Linked DNA regions of Mus musculus: region 1 is linked to region 2. Evidence: chromatin contacts called from public promoter capture Hi-C data. All regions are on one chromosome and are shown on one strand. Each heading gives the region's core, a stretch centred on a gene start, on an enhancer-like site or on the middle of the called end of the contact. The rest is flanking DNA. Distances are from core to core; before and after follow the strand shown.

Region 1 (5,152 bases), core at 665-3,164, 350 kb before region 2:
ACAGAGTGAGTTCCAGGACAGCCAGAGCTACACAGAGAAACCCTATCTTGGAAAAAAAAAAAAAAGAAAAAGAAAAAGAAAAAGAAAAAGAAAAAGAAAAAGAAAAAGATGAAACAAAAACCAAACAACCAATAAGTCTATAAACAGAAGTCAGAAAATTAGTAAATAAATTATAGTTAGGTGACTGGCACCTATTTGAAGAGGTTAAACTGGTCACTTCAACAGACTAAATACCAAGTATAATATCAAATAAGTATCTTTACACAAAAATCACACACACACACACACACACACACACACACACACTCACATGCACCTCATACTTAGCATAAATGGGAAACCCTCCTTCCAAGTATTGCTGAGCTTAAAAATAATACACTATGGCCAACAATCAATGTATCTTTATTGTGTGAAAATCTGGTACTAACTAAATCCTACTGTCACTATTAAATTATGAATATTATAGAAGTAGCTGTAATTGCAGTCTTTTGCTCAGTATTAGATAATACAAAAAAGTTTTGTAATGAAAACAAAAAACAAAAAAAACTTTGAGGGCTGTGGCTGGTACTTCCTCTTCATTTAATCTAATTCTTTGCCTTCCAGGCTGCAACTTCAATTTGCACTCCAGGCCCAGGGTTAAATGTCACTTCCTCAGAAGCAGCCTTTCATCTTCCCCAGCCCGTAATTACATTATAGTTGTACAGCTGCTCATCCACGGAATGGTCTGTGGTCCGCAACGTACCATGGGCCTCAGAGAGTAATTACTGTTTTAATCACTACACACAACACTTACACCTGACACAGGAGACATACCCATCATTCCAGCATGCTATATTAACTTACATATAATATTACATATCCTGTTGGGACACATCCTCAAAACTATGAACGTGCCCCCACTCCAAACCCCCAAACACTGAGGTTGTCATTAAGAGCATCTTAATTTACAGAATATGAAATAGCTCTCAAAGTCATACTGGTCACTCAGAAAACCACTAAAAAATGCCGTAACCCAACCCTACAACTTCTGCAATAAACAATTCACACAGGTCCATCCAATCAATCCCTTCACAGGTCTTTCGGTATACCCTAAGTATACCCTAAGTATACCCTAAGTATACCCTAAGTATCGAAGGGGGTCCAGGCCTGCCTGTGTCTAGCTGTCTGTGCTCTACACTGACTGCTCCCCTCTACACACACACACACACACACACACACACACACACACACACTTTGCACTTTCACTCGTTGCCCTCTTTTTCTTGATCACTTTCTCAGACCTCCAAAATAAACTGCCAACTTAATTAACGTATACATTACCGGCAAGGCAGGCACCGGATCTTTGGAATCGACATATACATCTCTTAGCAATGACAGCAGCTTGTTATCTTTTTTAGAAACAACTTCTTCGATTTCTGGATACTCTAAGGAAAGAAAATAAGCCATAGTATCTTTTTTTTTTTTTTTTAAGGAAAAAAATCTCTAAACTCGTAAACATGTACAATATTAAAAAAAAAAATCATCTGGACATCTTGGGGCAAACACTTGGACGAGAGTCTGCGTGCAGCCTGCGCAGACGCCGGGAGAGAGCGCGGGCTGCCTTGGGCTCCGGGATTCCTTCCAGCCGCCACCACCCGGGGCCCGCGCGGGGACGACCTCAATGTCACCGGAGGCCTGGGAGGGACTGCACTCACGACTCCGGTGCTCCTGCAGGAGGTCGCGGGTAGAAGGGTGCTTGGGTGCCATGGAGGGCTTCCTCTTGCTGATCTCTCGCTCCGCTCGCTTCTCCACGTTGAAGTTCCTTAAGGCGCGGGTCACGCGAGCCCCCATCTCTAAATCATGATGCCCTTAGTTCACTACGCACGTGTAGAAGCCACCGGCACCGGTGACCTCTGTACGCACGGAGCATGCGCACACCAGGGGCCAGGCACCGGTAAAACGCCGAGGACGCGCTCGTCGCCCCCTGGTGGCCGGGAGGACGCACCCTGGACTCCGCCCCGCCCACCCTTCCGCACAGGCGCATGCGCAGACATCTGGGCGTTGTCAGGGACGCCGGCCGGCGACTCCGGAGTCTTTAAGGATGAGCTGCTGTGATCCCACGGTTGCAAAATCCCGAGTAGCCAGTGTGGAGCGGAGATCTTCCAACCTCTTCAGAGGGCAGAGCGCAGGGTCAAGGTTCTGAATTTACCTGCCCATGCTTTTGAGAAATTGAGAATATTTGTTCTCAGCCGCAATTCCATTCTAACAGCCCTTATTTTCCTGTCCCTTGCCTGGAGCTTTCTGAGCCAATTTTGTGTTGGTTTTGTTTGTTTGTTTTAACTCTTTCACTATCTTGACATACCATTTTCCTGCCACTTTGTCCCTAGTGCTATGAGTTTTAGGCTTTCCTTCCCCTTCTCTCATAAGTAGTACTAACTTGACATACTCCTCCATTAGCGCTGAATCACCGTGCTCTTCTCAGCCCCATTTCTCAGCTCTACTGCCTCTCGAGTCTCTGTAATCTTGGCAAACCCTGGTGTAACTTAACGCTGTATTTGGAAAAAGAAAAAAAAAATCTACGGTACACATTCTATCTTCCTTTCCCCTTCTCTTCCACCCACCCTTTGTCTCTTCCTTCTTTTACGTTTCCGAAAGTATTCAATGTGATTGGCCCATAGTTTTTAAAGCCCACCAGCAAGAAAATAAGTTTTCGAATTAATATTTTTCCCAGACTGTGGTTGTGAAATCTATTAAAGATTTTAGCCTGGTTGGTTAGGTGAATAGATTAGTTGTGTCTAACCAACTTAAAGAAAAAAATTAGGGGGAGGGGTTTTCATTTTTTTAAGGACTATTACTAATTAAACTGTTTCATAATAGAGAAAACACTAGAGGGGTAAAGTTCTCACTGTTGCTTATGAAACCTGTCTCTGGAGATGGGTTATGTAGAAGCTAAAACCGTGTTCAGTGAGTTAATTTGTTAGTTATCCTGAAGGTGGCAGTCTGCTCCAAGATTTCCATCTGAGAGCTTTTTAAACAAGTTCATAACTGGGTGCCTTTTTTTTAAAACCAATTTCTCTGGACATCAAGAAATGTTCCTTGGCCTCATTAAGTCTGTTCTGTGCTTTAAGAATTATAGTAGCAATTCCACTCACTGCCTGCTAAAGTATTTTAAATTTTCATGTGATTCCACCAAACTTAGGGCTACATGAAAGTAACCTTACACAAGAGTTTCGAGTGAGTCCAGGACAGCAGATAGTACAAAATTAAAGATCTGTGAATTTCTACACGCAGGAAAGCTTGGATTTGACACTGGAAGAGACAGTGGCAGGTGAGCCTATTGTTTTATCTAGCCTTGGCCTGGGGTTACTCAGACCCTTAAAGACCAAAACAAGGCAGAGAGGCTCCAGCAGAACCCACCTTTGGCTATCTTACTTTGGTAATCAGAATGGAAACAAAATCCTGGACCATAAATCCATAATTTCAGCTCTTCTTGTCAAGACATACAATGTAGCAGAAGGTCTGAACTTAAGATTTTCTTTCTGGCTTCTGCCTGAGGATTGAAGGCAGACCCTCAAGGGAAGTCAGAAGTCTGCTTTTCTCTCAGCCAAACTGAAGTAAGGTTGATAGCTGATAATGAATGATAGTGATGAACTCCAAATATCACCAAAACAGTAAAATGCTAGTTTTTGAGAAGAGACATTTTCCTTTGTTTTGTTTCGTGCTGTATGCCCAAATGGTGCCAGGACAAAGTGGGTGTTTATGCCAAGATCAGTTTCAATCATTGACTAGCATGCTCTTTCCATGTGATGGTGTTGTTGAACCTGGGAAGGCTGGAACATCAATAGGCATTATAACAAGGGTCTAGAATGCCATCTGCCTTTGCCTCGCACTCGCAGCAGTAATAGTCACCATCAGGTAGAACCTGCAAGCTTCCCTCACCATTGTGTAGCAATTTCCTCCTGGTTGAACCTTCCCTCCTAAAGCAGGAGGGATGCTTATGAGACTCAGGAAGTCAACAGAGCTTACAAATCTGGGAAAGCTGAAGGCTACATGTTAAAGAAGGCCACTGAATAGTGCTAGGGAGAGGAGGATTAGAGGTGAGGAGCTGCCTGCCCGTCAGACAAAGAGCTCCAGAATTGCTGTCTCAGTGAGCTGTTACCCAGATCGCAGCAGGCTGGTTAGTGAAATGGCTCCTTACTAGTCATCCCGTTCCTCTAATGTATTCCAGTGAGTAACCCTCCCCCCAAAATTCACTGGCTTCCCAAGTTGGACTCTGGTGGAATTATATACTTTATCCATTCATTGGTTCCCTAGCTCCAGTTAGTAGACATTTATTCACGTCTTCCGAAGAAGTGTCAGGCACACAATACTTACCCTCCTCAGTTCTCCTCTCTGCCTCTACTCACCATTACACACTCCTCCCTGTACAGAACACACTTCAGTGTCCTACAAGGCATTTTAGAACTTACACTCAGGAAGTAGGTGACTCAAGTTCAAGACATACGCTAAAGGCGTTATAGTGAGCAAGTTGCAGATGTTCGTGGGTCTCAGAAATATCTTTGTGGGATATTGATGTTGAGGGAGAATCTCTCTAAAATCTGCACTACAGTACAGGAGTCAATGGATTTGTAAGAGCCCAATTCACATTATTTCTGAGGTTGTAGGTTTGGCTAGTTTTATAGTGACATGGAGTTACTTGTTTGTGAAACTTGCAACTGGAATCAGAGGCACCCAGACTTCAAGACAAAAGGCATTAGTCTTTTTGTAGATCTAGTGTTCAAACTAAGGAACTGTGAACCTTATAAATCACAGTGAAAAGAAACACAGATCTCTGCTCAAAAGAAATATATTATGAGCCAAATATGAATGACCATAGCTTGAGAATATAGATTCAGGTTGTCCTAAATGATATGATCTAGTGTGGGAGTGGGTATGTAAACTTTTCATAAGCCAGAACAAAAGAGCCATAAATTAATGGGCTTACCAAATATACTTATTGTGGCAAGGTTACCTAATAATAGCAGCTGCTAAAAGGGCTATTTGTTTTGGTTTACAGTCCAAGGCTATACAGACTATCAAGGCAGAGAAAGCATGGTAGCAAAAGTGAGACACCTAGTCACTTTGCCTCTGCATTCAGGAAACAGAAAAAAAAAAAAAAAAAAAAAAAAAAAAA
Region 2 (5,134 bases), core at 2,136-4,635:
ATCCCAGCACTTGGGAGGCAGAGGCAGGCAGATTTCTGAGTTTGAGGCCAGCCTGGTCTACAAAGTGAGTTCCAGGACATCCAGGGCTATACAGAGAAACCCTGTCTCAGAAAAAAAACAAAAAACAAAAAACAAAAAAAAAACAGAACAAACAAACAAAAAATAAGTAACCTAAAATTTCAGGCAACTGGAATCTTAAAAAATAGAATGAGCACAAAAATGAAGGTAATTTAATATACAGCTCTAAAATGTTAACTGGATTAAGTAAATGGAAGCTTCATGATATATTGTGTTATCACATATGTATGTGCAGTAAGATGTTTTTAATATCCTTGTCAGTTTACAAAAAAAAAAAAAAAAAGACTGGAGCCAGGAATAGTCATGCATGCCTTTAATCCCAGCACTTGGGAAGCAGAGGCTAGCAGAACTCTGAGAGTATGAGGCCGGCCTAACCTACATTTGTTAGTTCTAGGAGATAGCCAGAGCATCAGAGAACCTGCTCTCAAAAACAAACAAACAAAAACAAATCAAGTTACAAATTTTCATAGTATAATTTTTAAGCTTGATTTTCACCTGAAAGAGTTAATAGGGAAAAAATAAAATAAAAATTGTGCAGCAACAAAAAGCAGCAAAAGAGCAGTAAAGAAGCTGGGTGGCTGCTCTTGCAGAGAACACAAGTTCAATTCCCAGGATTCAAGTTGGCCAGATTACAAATGCCACCTGTAACTTCAGCTGCAGGGCACATAATACTGTCCTTTGGCCTCTGTGGGCACGTGCACACATGTGGCACACACAAACACATTTTAAAGAGATGATAATTTCCACGGTATTGCTAGTGGTTCCTTCTGGAGGAGACAGGACTTACATTTTCTACCATTAATATATATACTTCTGTATCACTTAGTCTTTTCAAGACACAAGAAGTTTGATAGTAGAAAAATGTAAGACAATCATTGAAATCTCTCGAGAGCTTTCAAATGCTTCAAGTTCTATTACTTATTCTTCTACACTCAGATAACTGTCACTGTTCACCAAAGATGCTTCTCCTTATGGCCGAGAGAGACCATTACAGAAAACCATAGCTGGTCAATCACAGAAATACTGATAATGGAGTGTCTAGCCTCAATAGATGCATCTACACTACTTCTGTACCTAAGACTCAGGGGAATATCACTGAAGATTAATTAGAAAGATTGTTAAAAGCCAGAGGACTAAAAAGTCTACTGTGAGATTGTATAGAAATGACTGGGAAGCTTCACCCATGATACCATTAATCCTGGAACAATATGGCTGCCTAAACAAGTCATAAACAATGATAACAGCAACAGAGATGCTAATGTGGAACTAGATAGGCTCACAGGGCTCCAAGCCTAGACAAAGAATTACAGGCAACCAATGACTGCTGAGAAAGAACTTAATATTCCCCCCAAAAGAGCCTCTTACTTGGTTATACCACACTAAGTGGCCAGCCCAAAAGGCTGTGCAAAAGCACTGCTAAGCAGACTCAGCAGGTGTTACTTGTATATTTATGTGCTTTTGTATACACGTAGCAATAATAATTAAAGAAAAACAAGCCATGAATTTGAAAGGAGTGAGAATACATAGAATGTGTTGAAAGGAGAGGAATTAACTGTATTTTAATTTAAATTTTAAAACTTTAAGCAATAAAAAAATTGAAGTTACATTAAAAACTATTTTATATGCCAGCTATAGAAAGAAAGAAAAATAAAACCAAGAAAATAGTTGGGCACATTAATAACAGGTAAAGAAACAAAAATTAACACTTGGAAATACTAATTTACTCAATCTTTTAGTCACTGCACCACATATTTAAAAGCCTGCCACCTCTACTATTGCAGTTTTCTTCTTATAAACAAACTAAAAGATTAATTTAAGTTTTTCCTTTATGCTTTCTATGTAGTAATAAAAATTATAAGATGTATATAGCTATATAAGCATATACATAAGCCTTGAGTTTAATTAAATTGTGGCTCCCAGTAATATTTTAAAGGTACACATAAGGTCCTATATTTTAAAATATGTTAGGAAAAAAAAAAAAAACTTCCCCAAACAAAGTCAGTGAATGTCAAAGTCTTATCTGCAATGCTTTATGAATGACACCCCGGGAGTGACATAGTAACTACACAGTAGAAAGAGCATGCCTAGATACAAAATACTTTCCACACACCTTTGCATCTTTATTTGGAAAATCAAACAAAGCATTAACTTTCACAAAAAGCAATGGGCTCTTCTCGTTCATCCTCAACCCCCCCCCATGTCCTCTCCCTACAGCATGTAATATGATTCTCCATCCCTTTCAAATTCATGGCCTCATTTTTCTGTAATATTGCTACATGCAGATTTAAACACATAAATACACAAATAACACCAGGTTTGTCTGTTTAGTGGTGCTTGTAAGTACATGATTTCAGGGCTATACACATACCCGCACGGATATGCAGGTCCGAGTGCGTGTGCGCGTGCGCGCACGCACGCTCACACACAATAATTATGATACCAAAAAATGCCATTGATATTAGAAGCTGTCAATGGTCGTGTATATTTAAAAGCCACTAATTTGGTTATATTTGATCTAGTTGGGTTAAAATGCAAATGAACTAGAAAAGTATGATAGCCTCCAACAAAACAGGGAGAGTAACTCCTATGTGACAGGTAGCTTTTCCAGTTTAGTCTCAGTTTCCTGGATCAATACACGAAACTTGAGTCTGATAATGATGTTTTTTTAAGTCACACCTGAAGAAGTAAAGTTAAAGAAGGCAGCACTGTATGAGATTTTGATGGTTTTGCTGTTTAGACCATTTGGCTTATAGAAGAGGCATTTGTCTTCTGTACCGTCCCTTCCTAAGAGATAAATTTATGCATCATACGCTACATAATCAGAGGATTTTTTTTTTTTTTACTTTGAATCCTTATCAGGTATATTTCAAACTGAGTTAATGCTGTGCTTAGTACTCTGTAAGATTCCAAGGATTATTTGTTAGTAAAGTGCTGTTATTGATAAAAAATACAAAATCAACCCACCCACCCCAGGTCTCCTGAAAGAACAATATTTTAGGGTGAATGCAAGAGGGATTTCTGCCCTATATTTTGAGTACTTTCCTTTTATAAACCCTTGATTCACTAGACTACTCTAGAACAACCAATTTCCCCAGGTTGATGCTTTTACTGTATCCAGTAGACTTTAAGTCTCCTCTCCACCCCGTTTTTGATACTCTTCTACTAGCAGCTTTTTACCACCTTAAAAAGCACACCAGCAGATTTCTGAAAATCAGGAGTGGAAGCTTTCTCTTCATTATACTGTCCTGGTTTCCAGGAAAACTGCCAGTAGGAGGCAGCAATGCCTGCCTGTGGCAACAGCAGTGGCTCTGCTCTGCACAGTAGTTAGCTGCTCGCTTCATTCTTCTGTCATTATATAAGCAAGATGACACTGTTCTCTAATCCAGCCAAAGCTGATAAGTACCATCAACCTGTCACTTCCTACATTTCAAATTCTAACATCACAGCATCAAAGAGTTTTTACATTTCGATTTCTTTTGCTGGCAGCAGCCGGTAGCCTCTCATTCTCCCACGGTGTTCTAATGCTGCATTTGCACACCGGGGTTACTCCCAGACTGAATAGCAGGTCATCCCCTGCTCACTGAGCTCATCTGTGGCCCATGTGCTAGGCAATTTAGATCCAATCAGCCCTTATTTAGCTCAAGAGTAATGAGCAGCATAGTGACACAGACTTAAGCCTGACCCTCAGGACACTGCTCATCAAGCAGTAAAACTGTGACAAAATCATTCATCTTCCACCCGCTGGCAAGAAATAATACTCGCACTCACTGTATTACTTTTCAAGATAAAAAAAAAAAAGTCCTGAATTTTCATGATGTGAGACATTAATTTGCAGAAAGCTGAATTCCCTTAAACCCCCCTGTTGCTATGAGCTCACCAGGGGGAAATAGGCCTTAGGAGACTGAAATGGAATAAAGAAAATTGCTCCAGCTTTCTTTTCATTTTAAATAAGCCTTAAATCTGACAAGAGACATCCTAAAGAGAGAAAAATATGTATCTTGTAAGGTAAGGAAGAAACAATTGAAATTAAGAGTTTCAAATGCTAGTTTCACTCCCTACTTGTTCTCAATTTTGCTAAAATGTTAATAAATAAAATTTAAGAGAGCAACTACTCATTCTTCTTTACCAGGAAGACAACAAAGATAAGGATATTCCTTATAAACAATATGGTGGCAAAAGTAACCCAATATGCCAGAATAAAATGTGTGCTTGTATGTTCTCTGTAAAATACGTGTTAAAGACCACAGCTTTGGAGTGATAAAAGAACACAGTAAGCCCAGCCAGGTAGATCTCAAGCTACAACGAATTTAGGTTTTTTTCTGTTATTTATAGTGCCTTCTGCGTCTCTATTAATCCAAAAACAATTCTGGGGATAATGAAGAGATTGGCTTCCTTCCCACTCTGATATCACACCAGCCCATCAGTGAAAACAACGTATGTGTGGGCCTTAAATTTTTCTGACTTCCAGGGAGTACTTCCCTTGTAGAACCAAGTCACAATGCCAGTGTATCTCACTGAATTTCTCTGGGTTTAGTTCATTTAATAAAGTCACAATTGTAGAAGAGTTAACTTTAGCAAACCTGTCACACAAAAGCGACTCATGTGTATTGTGACAACATGTCTTTTAATAATTAGCCTGACATGGTGCTGTGTAAGCAAACTGTAGATAGCTTCGCACAAGCTCATTACTGAGTTTCACCTAATGTTTCAAGGATCTGCGAGGTCTAAAGTTTAGAGTGAACCTTGAGTTCAGGCAAATAACACAGCAATGCTGTCACCTCACCTCAGCATCTTCTAATGTATTACCACTGACTAAGGTAACAAATTCCAGGGTACAGAAAGTAGTCACAGCATTCTCCTCCCTCCACAACTGAGCAGAAACAAAGTGACTTCTTTCCAGGAAGCACTCTGCTCCTGTCCCATAATGCTCTCAATCTCACATCACTGTTCTTTCAATACCCGTTCTTTTCTCTTTTTCCTTTGCTACCATGAAAAGTAGATTTTCTATATTCCACCCCACTTCCCCCATCATAATTTTGGTAACTTTAAACTTTTG

The links. Promoter capture Hi-C pulls out the DNA fragments that hold promoters and counts their contacts.
Region 1: a promoter capture Hi-C map of hippocampal neurons shows a contact between it and region 2, with 2.6 times the contacts expected there. The contact joins the promoter of Ndufaf4 here to the enhancer-like site in region 2. A contact is called at or near these places in 6 of 39 promoter capture datasets (3T3-L1-derived adipocytes, the C10 cell line, embryonic stem cells and 2 more) and 2 of 115 datasets of contacts at active chromatin or transcription factors (embryonic stem cells and large pre-B cells).

Annotation. Positions count from the first base shown.
Region 1 is chr4:24,894,845-24,899,996 of GRCm38.p6, reverse strand. Ndufaf4 (NADH:ubiquinone oxidoreductase complex assembly factor 4) reads right to left here and starts at 1,914. Exons shown (of 3, transcript NM_026742.4): 1 at 1,695-1,914; 2 at 1,321-1,424. The coding sequence starts at 1,830. Gm46848 (a long non-coding RNA gene) reads left to right here and starts at 1,875. Exons shown (of 3, transcript XR_001784261.2): 1 at 1,875-3,307.
Region 2 is chr4:24,543,307-24,548,440 of GRCm38.p6, reverse strand. All of the region lies in intron 13 of Mms22l (MMS22-like, DNA repair protein), which reads right to left. Among named protein-coding and RNA genes, the nearest start is that of Mms22l, 49 kb to the right of the region's middle. Within about 2 kb of position 3,385, at least 47 of the 459 cell types and tissues checked have an H3K27ac peak or open chromatin away from gene starts, as enhancers often do. A contact at or near this core is called in hippocampal neurons, where this site is marked.